2 separate regions of the Anser cygnoides genome follow, and region 1 is linked to region 2. The links are chromatin contacts, called in public Hi-C maps. All regions are on one chromosome and are shown on one strand. Each heading gives the region's core, a stretch centred on a gene start, on an enhancer-like site or on the middle of the called end of the contact. The rest is flanking DNA. Distances are from core to core; before and after follow the strand shown.

Region 1 (4,878 bases), core at 452-2,951, 71 kb after region 2:
GTTTGGAGGCTTTAATAATTAATCTAGAAGTCAAATCTATTTTTACAAGGCCATCCTAATTTTAATTTAATTCAGGATTTGTAGAACTTATGAGGATAATGACATTAACAAGTTAGCCACTACTGCATAGGCACAAACTCTACAGAAGATGCAGTACAGGGCTGCAATGCAAATAGGGCTGCAATGTATTCCTGCAATAGTAGGAAGGAGCAGCTAGATCACATACTCAAGCAAAACCTCCTACACCTTTGTAGGAGACAATATATTACTCCAAACTTATTTTGGAAGAAAAGATTTTTGTTTAAAAAAAAGTTAAAATAACTTTTAACAAAATGGAGATTGACAGAAAAAGCTTAAAAGAATACTTGTCAGCTATGAATCAGCAAGAACAAAAGCATAAACATTTTCAGATAAATCCTTGTTTTGCAGTGTATGTTCTTCTTTGGAAAAGGGAGAATTAACGTAGCCACTACTGTGCGTAAAGTTCCAAAAAAAGAATTCATGGAAGCATGGGGAGGGCATTAATCTGCTGATGTTAGGAAAAGGAGTGGTTTGGAGAAACAGGGAAAGGGAAGTGTAAGCAAACAGAAAAGCTGAAAATCCTTCCACTGAGCATATCCTCTGGCTCACCAGATCTGTTTATTTGTGCAGTGGGCTCTAAAACATTTCTGCAGTTCTTTAGCTACTTGAATGTAATTCAAAATTATCTTATTCCTTAGTTTCAACATTGGTACCTATTTAAGTAATGATGCATTAATTATTCCCGTCATTATTAACTGAATTAAACCAACATTAAAGTTTTGCTTAGTTAGTCAGTCTCGTAATTTCCTTTTAACTTTACTTGTGAAAGGATTGTGATGTAAACCCTAGTAGTTAATTACTGAAATCCAAGACTAAACAGACCAGCAGAAAAGCATTTATAAAACAAGGGAATCCAGTGACTCCACAGAGGGTTAGGGTTCTTCCTACTGAGTGAAAGGTTACTCTTACATACTCTTGAGTGGTTTCAAATGCTTAAGTCACCCTGTTCCCTGTACCACACAACATCTTTTGCTTACAAACTGCTAGAAGTCAAGCCAGATTGTTAGATTTTTTGTCAGAAGGAATTACATTGAAAATGTACGTGGATTACATGAAAGCGTTGGAAGGGCTAACGCTTGCATTCCAAAAAGGAACTTGATTCGAAACACCAGAAAATACCTTTTTTTGATTAGGCAGCACTCGGCACTTCGATTTACCCCTCAGATTTGAAAGCCGCTGCCCTACAGAGGCTGGTAACACGCCGCTCCCGTACAGCCCAGCCAAAACGCGCCTCCCCAGCGCGTGTGCGTGCCGGGGCAGCGAGCCCTGCAGCGCAAGCAGGAGCCAGGCGCTGCCGGGGGAGCGAGGTGAGGCAGCGCCACGTTTTCGGTTAATCGCGGCACCGGCAGGGCCCGCGGCCGGGTTATCTGAATTCTGCCAGGGAAGATGAGGCGCCCGGGCTCGTTGCCGCCGCCATTTTGAGCCCCCCTCGCCCCGCGCGGTCGCTGCCGCTTTAAGGCCGCAGGCACGACCCCCCCCCTTCGACCCCCCCCCCTTCACCCCCCCCTCCATCACGCGCTCGCCCCCCTCCCCTCCCCGACCCGCGCTCGCCCCCTGATTGGCCGCTCGCCGCGCCGCCGGATAGTCAACATGTCCCGCGTGCGGCGCCGCGGCCGCGGCGGCGCTGGGGCCAATCGGCGGTGCTTTTACTGAGGGAGGCGCCCGCGCTCAGGGCCAACGGGAGGCGGTTTTGTTGGCGGTCGGCGCAGCCCGAGCGAGCCTGCGAGGAGCCTGGCGGCTGGTGCTGCCTCTGAGGGCGGGAGGGACGCCGAGAGGGGTCGCGGGCAGGTGAGGGCGCGGCGGGGCCGCCGCCATCGGCTCCCGGCCCTCAGGAGGCCGCCGGCCAGTGGCCGGGCTCGCCGGGGACGGGGCTCGCGTGCGGCGGCTGTTAGGGCCTGAGGTGGGGCGGGGTGGGGCTGGGCCTGGCCGGCGGCGGCGGGGCTGCCTGCGGGGAGGGGCCCGGCACCATCTTAATGCTGCCGCGGGGACGTGGTGCTGAGCGAGCGGGGGGCGCTGCGGGGAGCTCGACCTCCCCCCGGCCTCTTGCGGGAACGGGGGGGGGGGGGGATGAGGAGGGAGGGTTGGGGGGTGGGGAGCGCTTCTGCCTCGCCTCGAGTCAAACCCGTCGCTGCTGAGGTCAGGCGTGGTGCTTTCGTTTGACCTCATCCAGGATCTTCCGTTCGCTTAGCGTGCTCTGTGCTTTTTTGGGGCTCTCTTTTCGTTTCGAGGCTCCCGCCCTCCAAGTGAGGGCCTCTTTAAAATTTTCTGCTGTTGCATCGGTTGTCTGCCGCACATAATAGCACATTCTCCGTGGGATTTGTTTGGTTTGTTTCTTTAACACCCCTCTACAGGTAGAGAGGCAAGTATGTAAATTCTGGAGGTGAAACCAGAACCACTAGGCAGATTTTTGTATAGTCGTCTTAAAAATTATTTGCAAAGTCATTTTTATGAAGTCAAAATAGTGTGCCCTCAGTACAGCTTTCAAGGTGAGCATAAGTGCTGCTGATGTTCAGGGCTTGTGGAGCAGGTTAATGAGTTTCTTCCTCTTGACTGTTTTTTTCATTATTACTTCTAATTTTGCTTACAGAAAGTGTCAGAGACTATTATGTTTGTGGCTTCCCACAGAGTTGCATCCCAGCAGGTCTAAATGGAAGTTGTAACTTTCCCTTCTGATTTGTTGTAGTTACAAAAGCAGTAACAGTTGTGGGTAGAAGTCTTCCTGTGAATTCACAAGTCCGGTAGTTTCTTGTTTTATATTCTAGCTGCGTAAGTTTAGAAGGCTTTTAGAACAAGAAGTAGGCTTTTTTTAGCAGAGAAAAATTATTCTGTGTATGTTTTTGTTTGTGAGTATTCCTTGCCATTAAAGAAACAGGCTTTTGCTTTAAAGCTGCATCTTTCTGGATATTTCTTGTCCTTATAATAAACGTTTGCTATTGTAGACTGTTGGAAGTGTGCACTGAGTCTAGTTTCCTGCTTTTTTAGGTGCCTAGTGCCATGTGACATTCGTTCTAGACAAACTGCAGCAGACTGATTTATGGGACAGATCGTTGATGTAGTCCCCTCCTTCCCATAAGTTTCTTGTCTGTATTAGTTATGTGAAAAGGGTGAACTGTCCAGAAGATGTAAGACATGAATTTGGCTTCTTATTGGTGGTGGTAGTGATGATAATATCCTACAATGCTCTTTTCTTGAGTTCTGGTAGCTTTTTTTTTTGTCTTTGTTGTCTACAAACTTTGTTGTCTACAAGCTTTTTTGCTTGGAAGATAACTAAGGCAATAAATAGTAAAGCTCAGTGCTTTGCTTCTGTACTTTTCCCGTTACTTGTGCACTTAACTTTCTGTCTAAAATCACCTTGCTTTCTCCTCGCCTCTCTCCACCAGCTTTCATGGAACAGTCCTGTTAGTAATCTGCAACATTTAAGCCATTAGAAGGGAGTTGTAATGCCACTGGGAATCACAAGCTTTTTTTTATTTTTGGAAAAGCTTCTTTTACTTTATTGTTCAGTTTATTTCTTTTCATTTTTCAGTTACCAAAGGAACAACTTTGAAGAGGCAGACCAGACTGAAAGTATGTATTTGCACAGGGGAATGATGTCTTATCAATTTTATTACATGTTATTTAGGTAAATGGCCCTTGTCAGAACATGCCTAATTGACGTCTGTTCCAGTGGAGCTTAAGTCAGCTGCTACTTAAAAATTATGCAAGTTATGGGAGCTTTACTTCGTGCTTCCCAAACAGGAATAAGAATCCTGTCTTCAGCATCAGGGCTGAGAAATAGTTAGTTCCCTGCAGGAAACAGAGCACAAACAATGGAGCAGAAGATTTGTACATGGAGTAGATTTTTCCCATTGGCTCCTTCCCTGGGCCAGTGTTGGAAGGGACAAGACTTTGAGGCTAATTTTTAAGTAACGCGAGTCTGCATTTTTAGTTGCTTACTCTTGCTTCCTCTAATAGTGACGAGGATCATGTAACGTGTTGGCTGAACTCTGATATTAGGTCAATTTGCTCTCTTACCTTCCTAATCATCTTTTTTTTCCCCTGCTTTTTGTATGCAGTGGAAGGAAAGGCTAGTGTCTGCTCTTTTATTTCTTCAGCTATAAGATAGCAAAATTCTCTCCTTTTGCTCCACGGCATGGTTGCTCGCATTGCTACTTTCTCTTTTTATGCTTAGGGCAAAAAAAAAAAAAGTGGGTTGCTGACACAGACATGGTCAAAAGAGCTTGCTTTCTTGTTTGTTCCTGGTCTATGGTGAGCTCACATGTTGTTTTTTTGTTGGCTTTTTTTGCTTTTTTTTGATAGATTGTAGGCAACTATATTTCCTGTGGAATAATCTAACATGTACTCCTAGCTTTCCATTTCTGTCTGTTTGTGAAAGTGTTCCTTTTCTAGCTTAGAGCAGGAATTTCCTTTTTCCAGGTAGGGGAGTGTGTGCATTCTCTGCTACCCTTTCTCTGACTGTCACTCTGGATGTCCTTACATTCTTCTCTAGTAGCTGTCTATTGGAAGCCTGGCTAAAGGTCAGCCTGCCTAGGCGTTACAGGCTCTAAGAAACCAGACTCATAAGAATGATGGAACCTTCTTTGTGTTCTTAAACTTGACTTGCAGACCCATATCTGTTTTCTTGGAAATTTGATAGTGTAAAATAATCTATACAGTATGTAGTGGTTACTATGTCTGGAATGAAGGAGAAAAAAAAAGAACTTCTACTAAAATAGACATATAGGCTTGTGTACGTCAACCCAATAAAGAAGTTACAGTGGAATAAGGTAGGCAGTCTGGCTCTGGTGTCTCTGGAGA
Region 2 (4,866 bases), core at 1,538-4,037:
GCAAACCCTATTTTGAGTCCTTGGGGGTGCTTTTACCTTATCCAAAAGGCCTGAAGTAATCTACATCTGTAAATCAAATTGAAGTGAGCAATGAACTGTGTGTTTCAGTTTGAATGAATCAGCCCTGGAGAACCACCACCACTTGGAAAATGATGCTTTTTCGGACAAGTCTGAGAGAGACAACGTGGAAGAGTCGGAGAATGAAACGCATGAGAACAGCCGGAAGACAAATGAAAGCGAAAGCGATCAGTCAGAAATCCATGGAGAGGTTTCTCCAGGAAGGAAAGGGACGACTTATGTTGAACAGATCTATGAGGAATTTGGGGAGGTAATGGGAAAAAAGCAAAAACACATAAAAACATTTTAATCACTGCCTGTTCCTGTTGAAATGTCTCTGTTCATAGTATTTGTCATCCAGCCTTTTAGATGCATGGCAGCTAAGAATCAGCTTTGTGGGTTCCAGTGTTTTACAGACAGACAGAGCAATGTACAGCTTTCTGCTAAATTATGTTGAATTATCATGTGTTCTAATAATTATGCATTATGAACAGCAGCTCTGCTACTTTGCTTTGGCATGTGTCCAGCATCAGCGATTGCTTTAACCAGTTATTGCAGTAAAGAGCCGCATAGCATTGGCACAGGGCTTTGTGGAGCCAGCAGGAGGGGGAATTATTATTCTGGGCATGTGTCCTGGTCAATTAAGATGCTCAGTCCTTGCATGATACAAAATATGATCCTTTCCTTTTTTCATTATGCATGGAACATCCTTTCTGTGTGTCCTAATGGAGCATTTGAGCCACTTGATTCCTTAAGGGCCATTTCTTGTAGAAAAGCTATTTCTCATGTCACTTAACAGCAGAAGGATGCATTTCTGTTCCGTGTAAGAGCCTTTGTTAGCTGGATGTCACTGTGACACCTCTGAATAAGGCAGCTGCAGAGCAACTGGGGGCACCCACTGTTGGGTGAGAGTCAGTCCGGGTAAGCAGCAGAGAAGCGCTGTACTCCTGCACCGGGAGGGCTCAGAACACTCCCTTGCTTATTGCTTTCAAAGAGGAAGCTGAAGTCTTGTTGATGCTTCAAAGAAAATCACTTTGCTGGAAAGATGTTTCTTAACTGCATGCGTTTGCTGGGATTTCAGATGTCAGGGTGAGGTGCAAGGCCCTGCTGTAAAAATTGTGCTTAGAAACAGAACTGTTGTCTACAGGCATCCAAAAAAATGAAAAAAAAATCCTTTTGTACATCTCTGCCCTCAAATCCCACCCAGACACATAGCAAATGGTGACTGGGTTCAAACAGGGAACTTTGAATACAGTGGAGGAACCAAACAACATTTGGCAACACCAAAACAAAGGCAAGCCTAATTTCTCTCAGCTCTTTATTCTGAAATGACCTTTTGCCACTTGAAAACTTGTCCTAGAAAGAGTAGTAGAGCAGATGGATACTTTGGTGTTCAATCAAACCTAAAAGGCAGCAGTGGTGTCTGTGTGAATGAAAGAAGACTCTGCAGTTTTCCATAAAAATAAAAACAGTGCAGTACAAATCAAAAAGGAAGGACTACATTTCCACAGAAGAGAGTGATACTGGATAATGTAAAATAAAGCTAGGGTGTTTGTTCAGGCGGAGTAACTCCAGTGAGCTTTCAAAAGGAGTTCCCGTGCAGCCTTGACCATTAGGGGTTTTACTAGATTTCTGTTGTTTGCTACAAGGTGGGACTGTTGTCCCCTGAGACATACAGATGAGATTGGCTGTTAATTCTTATTCCAATGGTAACAGTAACATAAAGAAAAGTAAATTGTAGACAGTGATGTAGTTTGCTATAAGCTGCGGGCTCAGATGGATCAAGGTAAACACATGCCAGTTAATAACATTAACTGGCTTCTTAAACTGAAATTGCCTCTGTCCCTCTGTATACAGTTCAGATTTGCAGATCACAGATGCAAACCATCACTGTTAAATTTGCTTTGAAAGCACATTTGAAATGTGTGCGCATACGTATGTGCATCTGTATGCATTAAAAAGGCATGTGCTTGTGCATCTGTGTGGATGCCTTGCCCTGTTTGCAGTAGGAACATGGAGGCAGAGGCAGGTGTCAGAAGGACTTTGATACTGCAAAACTGAGCCTAGAATGTAAAAAAGACACCTCCTCAGTAGGTAAACTGGTAACAAAAGTGACGAAACTTATTTTAAATATATTTTAGTTATACCTAGCTTAAAAAAGGAGTATTGAGGGTGAGGTATTTGATGGGAATGCAAACAGAAACGACCTGAAATTACTCTCACACCCCTGCCTGTCCTTTTTCATCCCTCTTCATCCATCCCTTGTGCAGTTACTCATTCTGAGTAACACCTTTTACAGCAATTTCAACATGGCATTAATTTATATTGCCAGTACATGCACACTTGAAACATATTGTAACCCCTAGAGGACGCTGTGGTATTACATTCTTAAAATGATTTCCACTTCTTGGAGATTCGAGCTGTGTATTGCATCAGACTGTCACAAGAATGGTACAGGGAAAAGCAATGAAATGAAAAGAGCTGTGGTGTTCCTCAGTCTGAAATTCTCCCCAGCCTACAAGCCTACAGGCCTACTCACAAGTTGTGCATGATGAGTAAAAGGGCTGATTAGGACCCAAAAAGGTGGTGCTGAGGATGCTCAGGTGGTGAAAATGAGTGTTTAGTGATATATACCATCTGCAAAGCCTGTTGGGGTATGCTACGTGTCCTCTCCTGAACCAGAATGCATTCCAGAAATGGAGCTGAATGGAACTGTGCCCTTCTTCTGATAAAAATCTCTTGCCTAAAACCAATAGGAAGCCTAATTATAAGTATTCTCTTTCATTGTTAAATTCTGATGCCTACAATGGGTGTTAGACAAAAGTCTAGAAAACCAACATCTACATTAAAACAACATTCATGTTTCAAAATTTCATTTTCTTTCTCCAGTGGATTGGAAGGGCCCATTCCACCATATTATACCTCATGTATTTCCATTGAACATGGAGGAGCTACACAGTTACAGATGAAACCACAATGTATTGCCTGGATATTTTTTTTTTTTTTTTTTACTGTTACTGTGCTTCTGCTGCAAAGGGCGCTACACAGCACTGGGGGAGCTGTAGTCTGTGCACACAATCTGGCAGTGGGCCCTTTGCAGTGCCTTAACTATCAGTTTGTCCTGTTTTGAACTTGAAGGACTGCTTCAGTTCTTTGTTGATTACTCATTTATCTCCTAATATTTTCTATGTGTGTACTAGTAAATCTTACAGTCTCTCACTTGCTGAGGATGGGCCTGAGAGGAGTTTCTTGTATGCTTCTTGTATTTCCGGTTGTAGACAGGTGAATCGTCTCAAACAGAAACCGTCTCTGAGGAGAACAAGAGCCTGATGTGGATCCTGCTGAAGCAGCTGCGACCCGGCATGGACCTGTCACGGGTGGTGCTGCCCACCTTCATCCTGGAACCACGCTCATTCCTGAACAAGCTCTCTGATTACTACTATCATGCCGACCTGCTCTCCCAGTAAGCAGCATACAGAGCATGCCTAACATGGGCACGTCTCTTACTAGTGTGAAAAAGTGTTAAAGCATGACCCTGGTGCTGGCTGAGGTGTGCTCAAAAGGCTCCCAAATAACACTCAGGTCACTGGGATTCAATGTAAATCAATCCAGGCTCCAGCTGCAGGGACCTTTTCAGATGAACTGCTGCCCCTGAAGGGCAAGGAAGCAGGGAAAACAATTAAGCTCCAGACAAAGCTGCCTTTGCACACACATGTCCTTTCCAGCACAGGCTGGAACTGATGGGGATTTGGCTCATTCCTTTGAGCAGCTCAGAACAGAGTTGTGCCACCTTCTGGTGTAGTTATGTACAAAGGAGTATAGGACAGAGAACAAACAGTGGAATCAGCAAGCTCTTCTGTCCCAAAAGCAGCATAATTATTTTGGATGATTATTTAAAAACACCTTTTAACACAGTTGAGCGGAGAGACCTGCAGGGAGCACAACAGTAGAAAATAGAAAATGTTCTGCTTGCAAATAGGACCATCTTTCTCAATGAGATATGTTTGGTGTATTTTAAAACCAGTGTGTGCATTATTCAAATATCAGCACTAGTTACTCAAGTTTATTCTGCTGCCTCTGGATAATTTTAGAGTCGTGGTATTTTCAAGTTTAGTTTGTGGTATGTTTGAAATCTGAAGTTAAAGAAATGGTTCTCCTCAGTGCTGAGATGTGAAAAAAGCTTTAAGGGATTTGAAGTTCTTCTTTAATAAGCCTCTTTGTGATGTGGTTGCTCCTTTTAAATGGATTTTGCAAGAACTTAAGCAAGTGGATTTTCAAATCTGACTAAATGGTTGGAAATGCCAGGAACTCTATGTTTACTTCCCACATCATCTTTGAGCGGAGGAAGGTTGGATGAGACAGCCCTGAGAAGCCCCTTCCAACCTAAATTATTCTATGAAATCTCAAAGGACTGAAAAAGGCCATGCAGCACGGCAGCTTTAAGCATCTTTTAAGGAAGGTGAAAACAAAGAAAAGGAAAGAAAAATAGAATTGTTTTTGATTTTGGTGGGATTAATGTTATTTTTACTACTTACACTGTACTATTAGCAGTAACTAGTGTCAGTCCCACATTAACATACTTGGAGGTATATCCAATCAAACCTTATGCACTCCAGAGACTTTATTAGGCTTTTTGCAGGAATTAGGTCACTTTTTAAGCATTTATGTGTGTGTTTTACAATGTACATTACTAAAAAACAGTCACTGCTGGCAGACAGCTTTTTCACTGGCAGCAGTACAGAAATTACATCCCTTTAGTACTGGGGAAGTACTGTTAAAATTAAGATCATTGTACTGGTATAAAATGAA

Evidence for each region. Hi-C and Micro-C count contacts between places; a contact is called where the count stands out from the background.
Region 1: a Hi-C map of liver shows a contact between it and region 2, with 3 times the contacts expected there. The contact joins the promoter of NAP1L4 here to the enhancer-like site in region 2. A contact is called at or near these places in 5 of 7 Hi-C or Micro-C datasets (fetal liver, granulosa cells and liver).

The regions. Positions count from the first base shown.
Region 1 is chr5:37,598,989-37,603,866 of Taihu_goose_T2T_genome, forward strand. It overlaps NAP1L4 (nucleosome assembly protein 1 like 4), which reads left to right and starts at 1,702. Exons shown (of 15, transcript XM_048066689.2): 1 at 1,702-1,869. LOC106042606 (a long non-coding RNA gene) reads right to left here and starts at 1,566. Exons shown (of 2, transcript XR_001211229.3): 1 at 1,201-1,566.
Region 2 is chr5:37,526,869-37,531,734 of Taihu_goose_T2T_genome, forward strand. OSBPL5 (oxysterol binding protein like 5) reads left to right here. Exons shown (of 22, transcript XM_066998916.1): 9 at 109-328; 10 at 3,336-3,520. Among named protein-coding and RNA genes, the nearest start is that of CARS1, 32 kb to the right of the region's middle. Within about 2 kb of position 2,788, at least 1 of the 3 cell types and tissues checked has open chromatin away from gene starts, as enhancers often do. A contact at or near this core is called in liver, where this site is marked.